Regions from separate parts of the Arachis hypogaea genome. Here region 2 is linked to region 1. The links are chromatin contacts, called in public Hi-C maps. All regions are on one chromosome and are shown on one strand. Each heading gives the region's core, a stretch centred on a gene start, on an enhancer-like site or on the middle of the called end of the contact. The rest is flanking DNA. Distances are from core to core; before and after follow the strand shown. Region 1 has its middle 27 kb from the start of LOC112802438. Region 2 holds the start of LOC112802439 (protein argonaute 1).

Evidence for each region. A called contact is a pair of places that touch in the nucleus more often than the background predicts.
Region 2: a contact with region 1 is called in a Hi-C map of leaf, with 1.6 times the contacts expected there. The contact joins the promoter of LOC112802439 here to the enhancer-like site in region 1. A contact is called at or near these places in 4 of 8 Hi-C or Micro-C datasets (leaf and an unstated tissue).

What each region holds. Positions count from the first base shown.
Region 1 is chr5:104,909,734-104,915,101 of arahy.Tifrunner.gnm2.J5K5, reverse strand. No RefSeq gene overlaps it. Among protein-coding and RNA genes, the nearest start is that of LOC112802438, 27 kb to the right of the region's middle. Within about 2 kb of position 1,906, at least 1 of the 3 cell types and tissues checked has open chromatin away from gene starts, as enhancers often do.
Region 2 is chr5:105,003,918-105,009,731 of arahy.Tifrunner.gnm2.J5K5, reverse strand. LOC112802439 (protein argonaute 1) reads right to left here and starts at 4,483. Exons shown (of 22, transcript XM_025845661.3): 1 at 4,188-4,483; 2 at 2,606-3,279; 3 at 2,319-2,527; 4 at 2,084-2,233; 5 at 1,865-1,998; 6 at 1,679-1,788; 7 at 1,417-1,523; 8 at 1,195-1,333; 9 at 1,002-1,118; 10 at 688-795; 11 at 468-539. The coding sequence starts at 3,271.

The DNA of each region.
Region 1 (5,368 bases), core at 657-3,156:
TTCCATCCGTCGGAGAAAAAAAAAGATGAGTTCTTTCACATGATTTAAGGGAGAAGAGTTTCTCTTCAGACGGATTCTTATAGCGAATGTGGTAAGTTATCTTTAAAATAAATAATTATATTAAATTATAATTAATTAAAATTATTTATGTAAAAAAATTAATTTAATTTTCACAAATTTCAAAATAACTTTTAGTTAGATTATTTATTTTTATTTATAAAATTTAAAAATACTAACCATATTATAAAATTAGTTATTACAAATTTAAAAATACTAATTATATTATAAATTTCTTATATTAATATCTTTAACAATAAATTATTTTTTAATTCATAAATTTAAATAATATTATTGTAAAAAAATTAATTACATTAATTTTAAGTATTTTAATTAATTAATTATGTGAGACCACAATAAGGACTAAAGTTAATTTTTTTTAATGAAGAAGAAAAAAAATGCTGAGTTCCTATTTACTGTTTATTACGCAAAAACTGATGTAGAGTTATTTTTTATAACAGGTGAGCTATAAATAGGAATTGGAATGAGTTTCTTACCGGAGATGGTCTATGATATGAGAGGTCATGGGTCAACAATTCTCCTTTCAGTAATATATACAAAGGTGAAAGCTCAAGTACAGTCGACTTTATGTAAAGTTGATATTTGAGAACCATTACATAAAAATTTAGTCAAATCAGTTAAATCATTTAACAGCTCTTAGTTATCAACTTTACGTGAGAACTGAGTTTTCACCATATACAAAATATGAATATAATAATGCATGAGATAAGGTGAATCAAGGTAAGGGTTAGGTGACCCTAGTGTTTGTAATGTGTGTTTTATTGGGTCAGTCCAATTGATAAGCCAGTAAGGTCACGTCACTTTGTGAATTGTTCGTACCTTATTTAATTAATAGCATGCATATCTTTATCCGATTAAAGTAGGGTATCCCCTTCGGCAAGGTACTTTACATTGTTATTTTTTATTTTTATATGTTTATGAAAAAATAAATTAGATTATGATACTGATTTTTAACCACATGAAAGGACAGTGATGCAATGAACCATCAGATCCCTCAAATCTCTCTTTAGGGTGGGTTTGAATGAAACAGTGGCAGCAATGGCACAAGAAAGTTGAGACCAACCCTTGCCCAAGCTACAGGACATAAAATCAGAAAGCTCAATGCATGTTGTCATTTTTACTAGAATGGTGATATTTCAATGTAAGTTATATATATGGTATATTTATTTATTATTAAATAGAATATAAATTTTGCAATTTTCTTACGTTTTATAAACTAAAAAATATGTTAAAGTGAATGGATTACTTTGAGAAAACTACTAAGAATAGATAGTTTATTACTTTGTTAAGTAATTTTGTTAAATGTTTTGGATTATTTTTTTGAAGTAACCCTTTTTTAATGGGTATCAAATTACTTTATAACTTTTATGGTTAAAATTGCTTATGCTTAATTCTTTTATGGTAAACAATAATTTATTATTAGTTTTAATATATGGTACCGAACAATAGGTAGAAATATATTCACAAAGGAAAATTAAAGAAAAACAAAGAAAATTAAAGAAATAAATTACACTACTTGAGGCAATGAAACAATAATACGTTGACATATGTGTTACTTACCAACACTAGTTACAATTAGTTAGTCTCAATTTCTTCGAGTCCAACATTTATATATTTATTTATTTATCGTTAGATTAGATAGTGAACAAGAAACACTATGTACAAAAGAAATAATGCACCACATGTTCAATGCATCCAATTATTTGCAATTAGAACAAACTTTTTTTTTTTTGGTCTTGTAGAACAAACTTATTTAATAGGAGACTATTATTGTTTGAACCAAAGTCCAAACTATTCATCAATTTCTTCTTTTTCATATGATCATTCATTGGCTTAGTACTAATTTCCCCCACCAATAGAAATGGACCCCACCATGTCTCTCTCTTATGTATGAGCTTGTGAAGAGCCATATGGAAAATCCAAAAATCAGGTGCATTTTCAGGTGTTGGTCGTTGGGATTTTATTTCATATGGAAATGTTTATGTCATGAATTACAATAGATAGATATTGTATGATTTGCTCCTTTACCAAGAGAAAGTACAGACAAATTAACCAGGTAAAAAAGAAATGTGTAGATTATGTTTATGTTTGTCTCGAAGCTGCTGGATATATTTTGATTTGATTTTATAATAAATTGAAAAAATTATTATTTCTATCTATAAAATTTATTGAAAATACTGATATATTTATTTATAAAAGATGAAAAGTATCATTTATATTTATAAAAAATTGATTTTTACAAGCAAAATTATTCAAACTCTAAATAATTAAATAAAATTTTTAAATTATCCTCTAATTCCACCACTATACTAGTCTTCACCTTACATTCACCATTTCTTTTTTCATAGTTATTATTGTCATCACCAATACTTCATATTTTTTTTAATTCAATAACATCAAATACTTTAAATTCAACAACCACAAAAGATTGCATTGGATAGTCCTAGTGAGCTTTTGTAAAAAATAGTATATCAGAAAGAAATTACATTTAAAGCAAATATCAATGTTTCATCATGCTAAGCACATGGATAAAAATATCATATATTTTCACAATTTAACCTCATTAAGAAGACGAAATAATCAGATTGATACATAAGTAATAAATAGAAGAGTAGTGAGAAATCTAGCCAGGATCAAGATTGTTATAGTAGATTTCTACAAGAACTTATATCATCAGGAAGAGTCATCTTTGATAGATTTTCGGAATAAACTAGTTAATAAGATACAGGACGAATATGCTACAAAATTAAAAAGGATGCCTTTGGCTGAAGAAATAAACGAGGCAATTTGAAATTATGAGTCATCTAAGGCTACTGGCTGTGATGAATACAATATGAATTTTATCAATAAATGTTGGGGGCATTGGATCTGAATTCACTAAAGCAGTGATGGATTTTTTTCCGTCAACTAAATTACCAAGAGATTCTAATGTTACATGGGTGTTGCTGGCTCTGAAGTTTGTGGGAGCGAAGGAAATTAAAGATCTTTAGCCGATTAGTATGGTAAGATGTGTGTATAAGGTCATATCGAAGGTGTTGGTAAGGAGAATAAGGTAGGTTATGTCTGGTTTAATTGGGGAGACTCAGAGTGTTTTTGTGAAGGGAAGAAAAATACATGATAGAACTTTGATTGCGTGTGAAACGGTGCAGTGGCTGAAGATGAGAAAGAAGAAATCGGTGATTATTAAGTTAGATTTTCAAAAAGCTTATGATAGAGTTAAGTAGAAGTTTGTAGATATTATACTTCAGAAGATGGATTTTAGCCAAAGATGGAGAGTGTGGATCAAGGCTTGTGTTTGCACGACGTCTATGTTGGTTTTGATAAATGGTTCACCATATAAATCTTTTAAGATAGAACGAGGCTTAAGACAAGGTGATCCTCTTTCTCCGTTCCTATTTGTTCTTGTTGTTGATGTTCTTCATAGAATGGTGGAAGAGGCAGTTAAATATGGAAGAATATCTCCTCTGTTATTTGGGAAGGAAAATATTGAATTGTCTCATTTGTAATTCACGGATGATACCATACTATTCTACCCTCAGGAAGAAGAGACTATCAAAAACTATAAGAAATTTATGTGGTGTTTTAAGCTGATGTCTGGTTTGAGTATTAACTTCGATAAATCTAGTTTGATCCTGGTCAATTGTGAACAAGAGTGGTCACAAAGAATGTGTAGATTGTCAGGGTGTAAAGAAGCTTTGCTACCGGTCAAATATCTGAGAATTTCTTTGGGTGTGAATCTGAGATTGGTCAAGACATGAAAACCAATTATAGAGAAAATGCAGGAGAAACCTAGCTTGTGGAAAGGCAAAATGCTTAATAAAGCTAGTAAGCTGATCCTTATCAAATTTGTGTTTAATGGTCTATCGGTATACTACTTAAGCTTGTATAGGATGCCCAGAGCAATAGCAGAAAAATTGATATATTTGCAGAGGAGATTCCAGTAGAGTAATGAGGATGACAAGCATGGGATACTGTTGGTGAGGTGATAAATAGTGTGAGCTCCAAAACGGTTGGGAGATTTGGGAGTGGGTGATGCAGCGATTTAAAATATAGCGTTATTGTTCAAGTGGTGGTGGCGATTTTTAAAGGAAGAATGCCCATTATAAAAGAAAATTTTATGCTCTTATAATGACTTGAATCCTAATGTCCTACTGTCTTGTCAGCCTATACCTAAAATAGGAGGCCCATTGAGGGATATATGTCAGCTGCAAATAAAAGAACAACAGGTAGGAGATAAGATGGTTAGTGGGTTGCTGTTGGAGGTAGGAGATGGTAGAAGAATTTAGTTTTGGGAGAATAAATGGTTACCATATGGTGTGCTGAACGACATCTTTCCAAGACTTTTCTCGGTTTTAAATCAAGTCGGATCTGTCATAGGAGATTGTGGGTTCTACGATAGGCTTGAGTGGATTTGAAATTTTCATTGGAGAAGAACTCTATTTCAATGGGAGTTGGAATTAGTTAACCAATTTCATAGGGTTATACAATCTGTCAAATTAACAAATGATAGAGAGGACAGGAAAGTATGAAAATTCGATAGGTCAGACGTTTATTCTACTAACTCATTTGTGCAGGTATTGCAGGCGGAAACACTCCTAGAACATTACAAGTTATAGTTTCACTAGTTTTATTTGGAGGGGGATGGCACCACCAAGAGTTGATTTATTCACATGATTTGTGTTAGTTGAAAAAGTCAATACTAAGGACAGATTGAGGAGATTTGGTATATTAATCAAAGTGATAATCTTTTTGTTTTATGTAAAAAACATACTGAGAATGGTTTTCACTTATTTTTGGGGTGTGACTTTACTTGACAAGTGTGGTGTGCTTGGTTAGATGCCTATAATAAACTATGATCAGTTTCAAGAACAATCAAGCAAGATTTTGAGAGTTGGACCAGAGTACCTGTAAGGAAGGAAGAACATAATGGGTAGTTGATTGGTTTTTTTTTTCTATCATTTGGAATACGTGGTTGGAAAGGAATGACAGAATTTCAAGAACCTAGAAGTAGGTGTCTCGGTAGTTATCAACAAGTCGATTAGGAGTTACAAAAAGTGGACTGATCTTGATCCTTAGCTGTTGATGGCAATACCAAAGATGACTTTGGATTAATTTGTATTTGTTTGACTAGTGACTTTATGTACTCTATGTAGTCTAAGTGCTCCATCTTGCTGTGTTGAGCTTTTTTGTTCAAAAAAATTTTTTCACAAAAGATTCAAGATTTTTTTATAACAAAAAGAATAAAAACATTCATCAAATTTAAGGATGAAGAAATGAGCGAGATACATAA
Region 2 (5,814 bases), core at 3,234-5,733, 92 kb before region 1:
AATAACAGTGTAAAATTTTGATCACATCACTCTGATCTGATTTAAAAGTATATTAAAATGCCAATATACGCATAAAAGAGGGAAGGGCATCTCAATTTTCAAGTTCACAAGCATGCCACCTATTCCAGCTCAGCATATTTTAAGACTAATAACATCAATACTTTAAAAATAAGGTGATTAGCTCGGTCTAATTTTTTAAATTTTCACACAAAAATAGCATGGCACACACTCAAGATGGATTTTATCTTTATCTCTGATGCAAGGCCCAAGAGACAACCCTGGAATAAAAATACTTGCACCATCACCACAACCAAAGCAGAATAGTAAAATAAAATATGCAGATAAAATATTGAAAGCAATTGACAAATCAAAAGGCAATAAAGTATGAAAAAAGAATATTGATAACAATAACAAATCAAAAGCATAAAGTCAACAGTGAGGGAATCATTTTATACAATATCTCTAACCTTATTCATCATATTCCACTGGCCAACCTGAGGTAGGCAGTCCTTTTCTCTACCTGTATCATGATATTTGAGCTGGAGAACAAAATGTCAATAAACATTTAAAAAGACCAGTTACAAGTTTATAATAAAGAAACCATACACACACTCACTTCTCTCTCTCTCACTCACACATTTGATATGGATAGAAAATATATACAAAGGATAATGTACAGAAAAATACCCAGGGTGGAGGAAGGATGCGAGCTTCAACTTGAGCAAGCTTTTCACTGATCTTGATTCCAAACTCTTTAGCGTAAGGGTCTTGATCATAGGCATTGTGATGTACTGTCTGAACAAAAAAAAACAATGAATTAGGAGGGAAGCAACATGAACATACAGATGAAAGTACATAGAATATATTCAATCAATATATTGTGGAGAAGTATACAGAATGACAACAAAAGCCCACACCTCTATGAAATGCATTACTACACACTACACATGTAGATAGAATTAGAATATGATACTATTATGCTAAGAAGACATTCTACAGACCTGCATTATGTCACGCTCCCTTTCAACAGGTCGTTGGCATGTGACTTTGAGCAAAGCAGTAATCTGCCTTTCATTCAACCTCTTTGAGTACCTCTGCCCTTCTACAATCTTGCAAACCTGCAACCAACAAACAATCCTTCAGTAGGTACATTCACATGAAAATAAAAAGCTTACTACTCATTAACTCATTTACCTCCATTGGCAGATAATTTGGCCTCTGTGTATTTCCCACTTGCAAACAAGGCCACTGAGTATGTTGAATGTGAAACCCGTAGGTCTCAGAGAAGTACTCGACAACAGACTTCATTGTTCCCCTCTCGTCTACAGGGAATCTAAAATTATTGACAAACCAAAAAGTGAGCAGTAGACTTGACCCATTCCATTTAAGAATAAATGTTAGGTGACTATTACTCACGTCAACTCTCTAGTAGCCTGGGAAGTCAGACCAGAGATGCGATATTTTCTTCTCATGTTTCCACGATGAGTTACTTCAACCTTGATACCACGGAGAGCTTTTTTGATCTGTCATTCAAAAATAGAAAGAAAAAAGTCAATTTCTCATTCCTTTTAAATCAAGGGTGACAAGCAGTCTCCCAAAATCCAAGCCACATAAATGGATAACAGCCAAATGCAAATGCAAATGAAAGCACGCATAGCTTGTGTCAACCAAAATCTACCTTCACACGATCAGCATCTGACAGTGGTCGGGTGGATACATCCCTATTCAGTAGCTGAGTTACAAACTCAATCACCGGCAATGGCTCAATAAATGCAGTGGAAGACATATCTGCACATCCAAAAGTTAGCATTTATGGAATCTATGATAGAAAATGAAGTGGGTATGTAGAGACAGCATAATGTACCAATGTTCAGAGAAAGTCCCATCTGTGTGGGACGAATACTCTGATAGAAACCACGCCAGCTTTCTAACCCCTCACCCAAAGGCTGTCTTCTTCCAAGATCGGGTGAATAAAATGATCTTCCTACAGGAGAATACCTACAATAACAAAACTCCATTTATACCCCAATAGTTTTGGGTATAACAACGAAACCAAATAAAGGAAGAGAGCTATATCAAAGACCTGGTAGTAGGAAGTTCACGCAACACAATATCGAGAACCTGCAATGCTTCCTGAGGTGCATCAGTTTGTCTCCCTTGCAAAAAGAGCCCTAAATGGTGAAGGTCTGCCCGAGCAGCCAATTTTATCACAACTTTGAATTCTCTCTCCCTCCTGCAATGATAAGCAAACAAAACAATCAGATAAAGTATGAAAGTTTTTATTTGAATATTAAGTTGGAAACAAACATGAAACTAACCTTTGAGCTCCAGTTCCATCATCTTCATCAATTAACATGATCCTAAACTCCTTTGACACGAAAGGCAGTGGACCAGCTGTATAGAGGCTCTTTCGCCCATCATAAGCAGGAAGTCTCTTCCCCAAATGGGATTCTCGGTAAAGCCTCACCAACTCCTCCATAACAGCACGGTTAACGCCTCTTGATGTAACTTCTGGAGTGATCGTTACCTAAGCAACCAACAACTGATATAAGTTACAAGTTACATACAAACTGGGATTTTCTCAACTACTTAAGGTGGAACTTACATCATACTGATGCAGATCTTTGTTTGGCAGCTCAGCAAAGAAATGGTTGGCCTTGACAATACATTTTGTGCCGTAGCTACCCTTCCCAGGGCGAAGGGGAAACCTCATGGATGACTTGCTAGCTGGTGGACCAGAAGGGGCAGCTTCTGTCTGAGTTATATGCCCCATTTGCTGTTCCAGTTGGGGCATCTCCTGTGGCTGGGATGAACTGGAACTAGCCTCAGAGGGAGGAGGCCGAGGAGACACAGCCGCTTGATACTGAACTGGGGGGGTAGCTTGGTGCAGCTCGGGAACTTGGGGCCGTGGTGGGCCACCATAAGAAGGTCCTACGCCTCGACCGCCTCCTACACCACCACCACCACCACCGCGGCCACCACCATATCCACCTCGTGGAGCATACCCTTGCTGGGGAGGTCCTCCCCGTCCCCTACCTTGATACTCAGGGGGGCCACCATACTGCTGTTGAGGCATTCCACGGCCACGTCCTCCTCCATAACCACCACGTCCTCCTTGGGGACCCCAACTCCTACCTCCCCCTTGTGGCCCAGGCCCACTGGTGGGAGCAGCCTGTTGGGGTGGAGCACTCCTTTCTGCAGGGCGCTGTTGGCCCTCAGAGCTTTCACCCCCACTAGAACTAGCTGCTTCAGTTCTCTTCTTCCGAACCATGATGAACACTGCACACAAAGGGGAAAAAGCGTTACAACTTTGTGACTAGTGATAAATAAGCACCTCAGTATAAGGCACGCCTAACATCTCAAAATATAATCACTTTATAGAGAGCTACATATGATCAAATTATCACACATGCCAACAACTTTATAACCTAAACATCAAAATCAAGTACAGCGCTCAAGGGATTTCCATCGAGGATACTGCTCATGACAATAAACAAAACAACTCATGATAAAAGCACAAAAAAACACCAAGAAAGCAGCTTCTACAAGTTGGAATACTTCAAGTATCACAAGGATAGAGAACAGCAAGCAACCTAAGCAGTCATTCACTGGTTTCCAGAAGGAGAAAATGTACCAGATGGAGAGAATGTCAAAAAATAGATCAGTAAAATCATCATCCAGGGTACACACATTGCAACTAAAACCAAACCCAATATCACCACCATCAGCGATAACCACTAAACCCAACCATAATCAACACCACCAAACCCTAGAAAGTAACAACCAAAGATAAACAACAGTACGATCTACAACACAAGCATCAAGTAACAAAAAAAAAGTAAAATAAAGAAAACCTTCAAAAAAGCTAAGCCCGCAAGATAACAAACGGTAATCGTTAAAATCAGAAGCAGATCAGATCAGAAGCAAAATCACCAACAGCAACATCTACCACAGTCCACACAACTAGATCTAAAGAAGAGAAAAAAAATAAAATAAATTATCATATTTTCACAAATACCGTGAAAATAAAACAACAAATACCCCTACACATGAAGCAAAAACAGCGGAAAAAAAAACAGAGAAAACGGCAAACTGAAAATCATACACTGAAATCAGAAGAACCAAACCCTAGGCGAAAAAAATAGAATAAAAAAAAGAGTGATCGAGTTTCATATTTCAATTTTCACCTGAAAAATAAAAAGGCGCTGGAGCAGACGAAGGTGTTGGCGGAAGAAGCTGAGTGTGTATAATTAATAAAGAAGACTGAGAGAAAGAGAGTGCAGGGAATGGGAGTTTCTCTCACTATAATTTAGGGAATGGAGAAACAAAAAACGGTTAGAGAGAGAAAGAGAAGAAGGAGAAGCAGTGCGAGCTATGGGCATTGTGAGTTTGTTATAAAGATGGGGTAGGTCTTTGAAAATGACCACTCCGTCCCTACGCTCTTTCAATCTTCTTTTCTTCTCTTTTCTTCTCTTCCCCAATTAGAGAATACAGAATAATATTTTTATTATAAATATATTTTGCATTAAAAATAAAATCTATTTACTATATTTTGCTATAATATATTTTATTTTCTTATTAAATAGTATAATTACTTTCCTGTTCTTTTATGAATTTCTCAAGATTCTATTATTAATTTCCATCATTAATTGACTCTTTTGGTCTTTTGGAGTTTGGACGGTAATTAATTTACTTAACAGAAAAATTTAAAAGATGACTGCAAAATTTTTGCTAGAAAGGCTTTCTTCCCAACAATAGCCAATAGGTATATGCGTATGTCTCTCCTCATGTTGACTGAATTATTTGAGAACTGAGACATATGTCACTGTTTTGAAATATAATAAAATCGAAATTAATTTGATCTAATTTTAGAATTAAATTTATTTTATATTTTATTTAGGGTAGTTTCGTCACCTGCAGTGATAGTGAAAGATTGTATTGTAAAATAAAGAATTAAATTATTATATTAATTTGTAAATCAAATTAATTCATATTTTAAGTCATTAATAATAAATATAATAATTTATTTCCAATTCAATTTATTTTAAATCAAATCAATTTTAAAAATATTCCTAATAATCATAGATAATTTATTTGAATTATTATTAAGGTTGAAGGTGAATTTATCTAAAGTAATTAAATTTTATTTAAAAAATATTTTAGTCTAGTATGTTATATCTTAGGCATAAACATAAACACTAAGACATATATTAAGAAGACACAAACACAATATATATATATATATATATATATATATATATATATATATATATATATATATATATATATATATTGTGTTTGACAAAACAAATATACAAGACACACAAAATATTAAAAAGTTTATAATACTCACATCTTCTACCTTTATCATCATCACCACATAGATTTTTATTCTATTATCATTCATTTTTTTTCTCCATTACCATTCATATAACAAAAAATAAATGATTCAGATATCATAAAATTTCAATAATTTTATCCACAAATTCAATAATATTAAAAAAATAGAGATGAATAATAAAAACAATTGAACCCTTTTTAAAAAAATAGAAAAATGAAAAAAGAGGCAAAAAGAAGGAAGAATGAACAAAAAGCAAAATCAGAGAGAGCAGCAGTGGCAGACTGAAGAAGAAGAGGGAAGAGACGGTGGTTTAAGCCGTAAAAACGAAAAGAAAGAAAGGTGACGGCAAGGAGAAAGCGAAAGTAATAGGAAATCTAGACCAAATAAGGAGGAGGTGTGACGGATCTAGACCATGGGAGCAATGGTATCTTCTTTTTTGTCTAAACAGATTTGCCTCTGACCTCTGGACATGT